2 separate regions of the Xenopus laevis genome follow, and region 1 is linked to region 2. Evidence: chromatin contacts called from public Hi-C data. All regions are on one chromosome and are shown on one strand. The core of a region is the stretch at or near the end of the contact, and the rest is flanking DNA. Distances in the headings are between cores, read along the strand shown.

What was found. Hi-C and Micro-C count contacts between places; a contact is called where the count stands out from the background.
Region 1: a contact with region 2 is called in a Hi-C map of the XTC cell line, with 3 times the contacts expected there. The contact joins the enhancer-like site here to the promoter of tatdn3.L in region 2. A contact is called at or near these places in 2 of 4 Hi-C or Micro-C datasets (the XL177 cell line and the XTC cell line).

Annotation. Positions count from the first base shown.
Region 1 is chr5L:11,967,477-11,972,819 of Xenopus_laevis_v10.1, forward strand. flvcr1.L (feline leukemia virus subgroup C receptor-related protein 1) reads left to right here. Exons shown (of 10, transcript XM_018262585.2): 9 at 3,997-4,064. Among protein-coding and RNA genes, the nearest start is that of vash2.L, 25 kb to the right of the region's middle. Within about 2 kb of position 2,490, at least 2 of the 7 cell types and tissues checked have an H3K27ac peak or open chromatin away from gene starts, as enhancers often do.
Region 2 is chr5L:11,912,617-11,917,358 of Xenopus_laevis_v10.1, forward strand. It overlaps tatdn3.L (TatD DNase domain containing 3 L homeolog), which reads left to right and starts at 2,809. Exons shown (of 10, transcript NM_001096925.1): 1 at 2,809-2,868. The coding sequence starts at 2,812.

The sequences.
Region 1 (5,343 bases), core at 1,240-3,739, 55 kb after region 2:
CGCATATGTAAGCAGCTAAGAGTCTGAGTGAGCTTCACAAATAAGTCTGGCCATGTTAAAGGAGAAGGAAAGCTATGGAGGCATTTTATTGCCAATAGATTAGCCACAATAGTGCAAGCTATAACACTATTTATTCTGAAGAATGCTTTACCAAAAAGCTCAATAGGATAGCAGCTGCCATATTAGCTTGGTGTGACATCACTTCCTGCCTTAGTCTCTCCCTGCTCACTCATAGCTCTGGGCTCAGATTACAGCAGAGAGGGGAGGAGGGAGAGAGAGAGAGGAACAAACTGAGCATGCTCAATCCCTAGCCCTGGAGGTTTAAGATGAAAACAGGAAGTCTGATACAGAAGCCTATGAGTACACAATAGAAGGAAAGAAATGTGGTGTTTCTTTTGACAGAGGACTCAGAGCAGCATTACTTTGAGGGTTTACTGGTGTATTTATATAGACCTTTCTGATAAAGCTTACTTCGTATTAGCCTTTACTTCTCCTTTAATGGTAAACGTCCCCATAGAGTAGTTGCGTCAGTTTCTGAGACGTAGACTAGTGGCTAATGATCTGTTTCAGATTTGCTTTATTAACTGATGGACTGACATTTTATTCTGGAGATGTACTTTCCCTTTAATGTAAAAGCTGTGTTGTATGTAAATGTCGGGCAGAGCGGAGCCCCAGCACCAGGCGCAGGGTGGGAGAAAATGGGGGGCAGATAGGAATTGAGTTCTGACTGTTTGTATGTGTCTTACATGAAAGCTTAGTGAATGTTTGCCATTGACTTTGCGGCCCCAGGCACTTGCGTTACACACACAGATCTGGGCTTCTTCTCCAGCGCTGCCCTCGCGAGGCACATCACCTGCGTGTTACGACTAATTAGCCAGTGTTTGGGTGAAAGGCAAGATCCAAATTTACTAACGCACCCGCTGCCTTGGAAACGGGGATGGGTTTCCTGCGCTGGTAATGTGTTTGCAGAGCAATACAAATATAGTAGCCGACAAGCTGAGAGTTGTAGTTCTAGTTGGTAGGTAACAGCAGTGGCTGCTCTGTGGCTTCAATGGAAGCTCATCATTGCTACAACACAGCAGGAAGTGAAGAGTGCAAGGGATAATTGCTTCCCCATCCTGGAAAAGCTTTACAAATCAGTAACATTCTATCAATGACCTGAAAGGGATGTAGAACTAAAGCTTTGTCCTATCCCTTTAAGCCGAACTACAGTTCCCAGCATGCTTATCCAGCCATTAATAAACTGGGATTGCTTGAGTCGTAGCCAAATATAGACCAAGGGCCTTCCAGTAAATGCCTACAGGAAAAATAATATCCTGCTGTATTGTTTCCTATTTAAATAATCTTTTTAATTCTATTTCTGGCAGGAGGGTTGCTGCATAGTTTTCCTGAGTATTGTGTGTATAGTGTGTGTATTGTGTGTGTATTGTGAAATGTGTGCAGCAAGGGAGTTCCAACATGTTTAACCAGGCTTTGGGATTAGAGTCAAACAAAGGCTCCTGTTGGGTGTTTGGGTTTGATGCTGACGCAGAAGGGGGGAGTCCTCCTGTGGCCCCCGAGTGTTTCTTCCGAGTGTTTCTCTCAGGTGTTCTCCTGAGTCTTACCACGAGTGTTTATCTCAAGTATTTCTCCCATGTTTATCCCTAGTGTTTCTCCCAGGGTTTTCTCCTAGGTGTTCCCCCGAATATTTCTCCTGAGTGTTTCTCCCAGGTGTTTATCCCGATTGTTTATCCCAGGTGTTCTCCCAAGTGTTCCCCCAAATGTTTCTCCCAAGTGTTCCCCCAAATGTTTATACCGAGTGTTTCTAGCTAGTGTTTATTCCAGGTGTTCTCCCGAGTGTTCCTCCAAATGTTCTCCCGAGTGTTTATCCCGAGTGTTTCTCCCAGGTGTTTATCCCAGGTTTTCTCCCGAGTCTTCCCCCGAGTGTTTATACTGAGTGTTCTCCCGAGTGTTCCCCCAAGTGTTTCTCTCAGGTGTTTCTCTCAGGTGTTTATCCCAGGTGTTCTCCCAAGTGTTCCCCCAAATGATTATCCCGAGTGTTTCTAGCTAGTGTTTATTCCAGGTGTTCTCCCAAGTGTTCCCCCAAACGTTCTCCCCAGTGTTTCTCCCCAGTGTTTCTCCCCAGTGTTTCTCCCCAGTGTTTCTAACTAGTGTTTATCCCAGGTGTTCTCCCAAGTGTTCCCCCAAATGTTCTCCCGAGTGTTTATCCCAGGTGTTCTCCCGAGTCTTCCCCCGAGTGTTTCTCCCGAGTGTTCTCCCGAGTATTTCTCCCGAGTGTTCCCTGTTCTACAACCCCAGTGCACATGGCAATGCACCCGATATACATCATTTGCCTGAGGCCCTCAGCTTATTGCATGTTGCGTTGGATTCCTTTGTTCTGTTCTTTATTGATATTCTACTTTTTGTACACATTTAGGCTTTGCTTTCAGTCTGTTTATACACAGCTGTTGTGTAAATAGTAATGTGTAGGCAGTCACTCAGCTGGGAGAGAAGTCTAGGCATGCATTAAAGGGGTGGTTCACCTTTATGTTAACTTTTAGTAGGTTATAGAATGTCTAATTCTAAGCAATGTTTCAATTGGTCTTTAGTTGTTTTTTATAGTTATTTGCCTTTTTCTTCTAACTCTGTCTAGCTTTCAAATGGGGGTCACTACCCCCATCTAAAAACAAATTCTCTGTAAGGTTACAAATGTATTGTTATTGTTACTTTTTATGTAGACCGGGCAGGGTTAAAAATCTCGTCAGATCGTCGGGAACTAGGAACCAGATGGCTGAACTTGCAAACTGGAGAGCTGCTGAATAAAAAGCTAAATAAGTCAAAAACCACAAATAATAAAAAATGAAAGCCAATGGCAAATTGTCTCAGAATATCCCTCTCTACATCATACTAACAGTTAATTTAAAGGTGAACAACTCCCTTTAAGGCTGGCATTTACCGCTTCAACATCGTGTCACACAGGAGATATTTCAGCCAGTAGAAATAGACCCTCCAATAGCTTGAATTTAATTGTTAATAACATTTGTAGAATACTGGCACTAGCGGAAGTTTAATACATGGGCTGAGACAGTCACATAGGGCCAGAGAATTCCTATGTGACTGTTTGCCTAATGCATAAGTGAGATACAGTATCTCTAGCTGTGTGTACTGTGCCCTTTATGCACCTAATGGCAGCCTAATGCCTAACAAAGAATGAATTCTGAGAATGCCCGGGCAAAGATTCCTGTTAATAAACTCCATCACCTGTAGTAAGATCAATGGAAGGAAAATTACGACTGGTCACTGGGTTACTAACCCCCAATAGCCTGTTTTTTTATTATATAGTTTTTATTTCTAGTTTACACTGCAAATAATTCACTCTACAATATCAAATGTAATTTTGCCTGGTCATGTGATTTCAGTAAGAGCCAGCACTTTAGGATGGAACTGCTTTCTGGCAGGCTGTTGTTTCTCCTACTCAATGTAACTGAATGTGTCTCAGTGGGACCTGGATTTTACTATTTTGAGCTGTTCTCATATGTACCAGGCAGCTGGTACCTTGTGTTAGGGAGTTGCTATCTGGTTACCTTCCTATTGTTCTGTTGTTAGACTGCTGGGGGGAAAGGGAGGGGGTGATATCACTCCAACTTGCAGTAAAGAGTGACTGAAGTTTATCAGAGCACAAGTCACATGACTGGGGGCAGCTGGGAAACTGACAATAAGTCTAGCCCCATGTCAGATTTCAAAATTAAATATAAAAAAATCTGTTTGCTCTTTTGAGAAATGGATTTCAGTGCAGAATTCTGCTGTAGCAGCACTATTAACTCACTTGTTTTTTTCCCATGACAGTATCCCTTTAATTCCAAATATCTAGCACTAAGCCAGAAGTTTCCTGGAATTGTATATAGCGGGGGACATTTTCACTTCTATCTTGTATATATGATATTCTGTGAATTGTTTTATGAAGCAGTATGGCACCTCACACCTTTTAAACCTTTTCCTGTGGTTTTTGTCTTACAGCTCTGATCAGATCCGATCTCAAGCGGCACAATGTAAATGCGGGAATCACAAAGTCAGAATTAAAACCTGTAAGTATTAATATTGTGTTATTAATTATTATTAGTTATTATTATATTGTGTCCTGCACATATAGTCCTGCAGCAGGACATTAGCCATTTGGACTTGCAGGTTTATCTCCCATTATTAAAGTGCCGTGCCTAACCGTATAGCTAAATAAATTGAATAGAAATTCTAAACTTACTGTACCAGAGGTTCAGCAACTCGGGGAGGCACATTTATCAAGGGTCGAATTTTGAATTCATGTGAGTTTTTTTAAAACTCCCATAAACTCTTATAAACCAATCGAAATTTATTTTAAAAAAATCAAATTTTTAAATAGGATTGACCCGAAAACTCGAATCAAATTCGATTCGAATTAAAAACTCGATTCAATGTCAGGAAGGCTGCAAACAGCTCAAAATTGATCCCTGGACGTCTCCCATTGAATTAAACAGCAATTCGGCAGGTTTTAGGTGGCGAATAGTCGACTTTGAGTTCTTAAAGGGCTAGATTATAAATCTCGAAAATCAAATTTTTTGAAAGAAACGCATTTGAATAACTTCCTTGTCGAATTTGACAGTTTTGACTATAGAAAAAGTTGAAAAAAATCGAATTCGAACTAAAAAAAATACACTTGCTGGTTCAGAACTTAATTTATATCTGGTAGAGTGAATTATTTGCAGTGTAAACAGTGTCATTTAGAAATAAAAACAATATCATAAAAGTCATGACAGAATCCCTTAAAGGTGCCCATACAAGAACAGATTAAAGGTGCCAATATCAGTCTTTTAGACCAATTTTGCATCTTATATGGCCATGAATGGGGCGTTCCGACAGGTCTCCCTGATTGATATCAGGCCAAAAATCAGATATAGATCGGACAGGTTTTATTTTATTGGCGACTGAGGACCCCATCATCTAGTTGAAGCGGTCCCATCGGCACCCATTTCCTTTGTTGTTATCTGAACATTTAGCCCTAGGACTGAAGATCGCATTAACCCAATATCTCCCTGCCTTTGGTGCTCATATCTCATTCAGCGGATCTTATGGCCACCTTTAGGCACCCTGAAAGGGTCGAGCCCCACAGTGTGGGAGCCAGTGCTCTAAGGATTAATGATAATAATAATTAATAATAATGTCCATGAATCGTATCACACTCCTCCTTAAGGTGGCCATAGACGCACAGAGAATATCGTACAAAACTAGTTTTCGTACAATATTCCTACGTGTTTGGTGGGAAAATAGCAGACCAATATCGGCAGAAGACTTGGATATCGATCGGCTCATTTGTCGGTAGGGATGCACCGA
Region 2 (4,742 bases), core at 1,559-4,058:
TGTAGTAAATGGTAACTTCTTTAATTTCCTAGAGACTATAGACATATCCTCATGTGTAACTATGTTGCCCAGCATAGATATATAGCATATCGCTAGGTGAATAAATCAGTTTGGTATACACAGCAGAGTTCTGCTTGGCTGGGTATATCGAGTGAGCAATGCTGCTAGTCAGAAACTCTTAATATCATCCGTGATTGGCTGAACATCAAACAATCATAGTGCTTTCAAGACTTATCTGTTGGCATATGCAGAACCAGCTTTTGCTGCCAACACTCACAGGGATCAGATATTCCCAGCAATCACCAGATATTACGGGAACAGGATGGGGTTAATGATGTATCCAAATAGGTTTCTTTCAAGTAATAATTTAAACAGAACCATTTTCTTCATACGAGAAAATAAAAATACTTCCACCCGTTTACGTCTAGTAAGATGGACAAAAGTGCCTAAGAATAAAGTCATTCCCAAGGGGAAAATGGTGAGTCAGGAGTTTAAATGCCTCTCCTCGCTTCAGTTAATTTAAGGATATAACTTTCTTGCCTCTTTTGTATTAAAGTGGAATTGTACCTCCTTGTTCACTTTCCATGATAATAATTATATTACCGAAGCACAGATAAGCCCCTTTCATTATGTTCTCCTGCTTACAAAACAGCCGTAACAAAAGGCGAAGGGAGAGAAGTTGTATAATGATGATCTAATTATCTACCTCATAAGGACCAATTATGGAGTGGCTTCAGTTTACCTGTTTAGCTCAAGAAATAATAAAAAACAAAGCTTTTTGTATTTAAAAGATAGGCAAAAACCATCAGCCCAAGAACTATTCATTGCACTCATAGGGCCCATCACCAAGTCAAATCATTCCCTCCAGTGTTCAGACCACCTAGCTGATGCAGTCCTTGATCGCAGGAAAAATCAAACCTGCCCATTAAATATCTGCACGATTTTTGGCCTGATATTGATCAGGGAGACCTGCCGAACCTCCACATGGGCAGATAAACTGCAGAATCTGAATAAAGGACCGATATCAGCAGCTTTAATCTGCCTGTGTGTGGCCACCCTTCGTCATAGTGTTAAGATATATATTAATGTGGGGGTTTTTCATACAGATCCCATAGTAATCTGATACTGACAGTGTCATATAATATATTTGTCTGCTAATGAAGAAATGTTAATAAAGTTTTGTCTTCTTGAAGCAAGAGAAGCAGTGTCTGTGTGCAGTTTCTCAGTCTAAAAGAAAGCTGCAGGCTCACGTGAGATTGAGCTACCGGTTATCCCATCTCTTAAAGGAGAAACAAACCCCTTATTAAAAAAGACGATCGAACGATAAAATCCTTTGAATTGAACGATTCGAAGGATTTTAATCCAACGATCGAAGGAATATCCTTCGATCAAAAAAAGTTAGCCAAGCCTATGGGGACCTTCCCCATAGGCTAACATTGACTTTGGTAGCTGCCTTTTAGATGGCGAACTAGGTGGTTGAAGTTTTTTTTAAAGAGACAGTACTTCAACTATCGAATAGTCGAATAGTCGAACGATTTTTACTTCGAATAGTTCGATTCAAAGTCGTAGTCGAAGGTCGAAGTAGCCCATTCGATGGTCGAAGTAGCCCAAAAAAATACTTCACTCGAAGTTAGTGAATCGGCCCCCAGCTGTAACTGGAAGACGTGTGGAAGCAAAAGTCATAACTCTGTCTGTTAATTGGCTCATGTGACCTAACAAGTATGTTTTGGTATGTTTGTGAGTACAGTGAATCCTACGGTCCCCGGGGGCGGCCCTAATTTTTTAAAATGGCAATTTTCTATTTAGGATTACCCGATGGCACATACTACTTAAAAAAAGTATATTGTTTTGAAAATGATTTATTTACATGAAGCAGGGTTTTACATATGACCTGTTTTATGCAATATATTTTTATAGAGACCTACATTGTTTGGGGGGTATAGTTTTCCTTTAAGCAACACATAGGCCTATGACTAAGTGGACGATTGCCTTTGTTTGAGTGGCTGCTCCACTGTTTCCTGGTATGGTATAGACAGTTTTCAATTAGTCTTCATTTTTTAATTTCATTTCATTTTTTAATTTCTTGGTGTTAGAGCTTTATGCGCAGAAACTCTCCGTTTCCGGAATTCCATGCGCTGTCTGGTTGCTAAGGTCCTTCAGATTAATAAGCCGTGGCAATTGGCATAAATAGAAAGAAAGTAATAAAAAGTAACACAATTGTAGCCCCAGGGAGGAAGAGTTTTTGGGCTGCCGGCAGGGGGGGGGGTAACTACAGGGGGAGCAGACCCTGCGACTGCAGGAGGGCCCAGGAGATATAGGGGACCCAATAAGACCCTAATTAAGGTGCTTTCAGTATATTTTGGTAAAAAAGGATAACCTCTGGGGGCCCTAAAATGTATTTGCTAAGGGGACGAATAACATCTAGTTACACCACTGGCTGCCAGGGTCACTGACCCCTGCTTTCAATGGTGAAACGTAATCGAGACTCCTTTCGTGCTGCTCGTGTACAAGACAAACACCCCTCCCTAAAACAGGTTGTGAGATAACCGCATGCACCAAACGGCTATGGTGTAATATGATTGGTTTTATTAAAATTCCCCCCTCAGCCTGAAGTGGATTTTCAGTCCCGCCCAATCAACTATTCACTGGGCTCGTGTGTTCAGTCAACACGGAGGCCACGCCCACTGAACGAGAGCTCAAACCGCACACGTCCCCTCGGCACTCATTGGCCGAACAACTTTAGGCCCGCCCACGTCCCCAACAGGTAATCCCCGCCTCTTAATGCTGGGAAGCGGAAGTGGCAGAGAGCAGATGGCTGTGGGCTATGTGGATTGTCATTGTCACATGACAGCTGAGGAGTTCTCCCAGGTAACAAGGCCAGACAGCACGTCATAACATGGGAGGCTTCTGATTAAACCTCTTCTCTGTATGTAAATAATATAAATCCTACCTATTGTCCTGTACAGAGCTTCAAGCATCCAGGGTGCTGAACATCAATACCTAGACCTATTCAGTTTGTCAGAAAGATTTTACGGTAGTTTACCTTTAAATCCACATATAGTAGTATTATGTAGTAGAGTGTGATCTTCTGTGACAATATTCAGTCAGACTTTAGTATATATGCTTTGTGGGTTTTTTTTAAAAAAAAAATGTAGCTTTTTGTTCAGCTGCTCTATAGTTTAATTTTAGCAGCTGGCTGGTTGCTAGGGTAAATTTGACCCTAGCAACCAGATAACTGCTGAAATTCCAAAGTGGAGAGCTGCAGTGGTGTTAATGAGAGACTGTAATATGAATAGGAGAGAGGCCTGAACAGGATTAGGGTGGGACACAGGGTATAAAATGGTGGGCCCCACCTGGGCCAGGCTGAGCCGACCAGTGCCCTAGGCAACCCCGCCCCCCACGTACGTCATTACGGAAGGGGAGAGAAGTAGCTGCGAGTGTCAGAGGGTAGGTAGGAGTGTGACAGACTAGGAGTAGGCAGAAGACTCTTGAACCAAACCATTCTGGAAATGGAAAGAGGGACAAAAAATGGTTTGACCATGCCCTTTTTGAGGCCACACCCCCTAATTATCATGCCAGAAAAAAAATACAAAATTTGCCAGGTTATGAAAGTTTGAACGCATTTCTGTAGTTTTTATGTTTTATTACAGTTTTACTTATGAAGGTGACTTGCCCTTTAAACTGTGAGTCTAACTTCTCCCAAGGGACAACACTGTTACAAATGTATCTTAAGTATCTATTCTGGGCTCTGCCAAGAGCCAATTAAGTTAGAAACATTGTCTCTTTTTTGGCTGTTCAGTGCAGAAAAATCGGGACTTTCCAGTAGAAATGCAGGACTGCAGGTTCAACGGGACAGTTGGGAGTTATGCCTTGAACAGGCACCTGCCCAACGCCCCCACATGGTTGCGCCCTAGTCAGGTGTCTCTTCTGCATACACATAATTCTGGTCATGGACCTAGTCCAGACCCGATCCCCACGGCTGCCTGAGCTACTCTCTGACCTCCCCCCTGCCCCGATTGTGGCCACATATGAAATAAAGTAGGTATGTGCTGGCAGGGGGGGATGGGAAGTTGCGGCTGGGCCTGAATAAAAAGACAAATAATAAAATGTAACAGTAACAATACAAGTGTAGCCTCACAGTGAATATGCGCTCACACTTTGACCCAAATGGGATGTGATTGTGTCAAATCCATTGTCTTTACTCCTGGTGTTCAGTGTTAGAGGGACCAGTGTGCTCAATTCTTTAGACGTCTATTGAAACAAATATCTGAGGGAACCCTGGAGTTACAGCCTGGTCCAAAGATAGAAGTATCTCCAGGGTTCCCCGCTTCAAGCACAGCAAGAGGCAAACAGCAGTTTTGAGTGCAAATAGATAGAATTGCAAAAGAGCACATTTTATTCAAGGGATTGAAGGGGACAACGAACCGACTGCTACTGGAACCTTTGGATTTCGTCTGACCAACAATGCCTAGTATTCCGGATCCGGGGAACTTGCACAAAGAAACACCAACGAGTGGATCAGAATAACAAGTTCCGTTTATTGAAGGTCAAACATAGGCTTATATAGGTTATAAGTAAAGACGTCCCAATTATAGTGACGTATCAGCATAGTTATTAGTATAGTATATGTCTGTAATAGGTATATCCTTCAGGATGGACAAGATAGAAAAAAGAGACAAATATGTACATGCGCGTTAGCTAAGATATTTTGTCTGAGGCAAGCTGATAATATTGTTTATAGT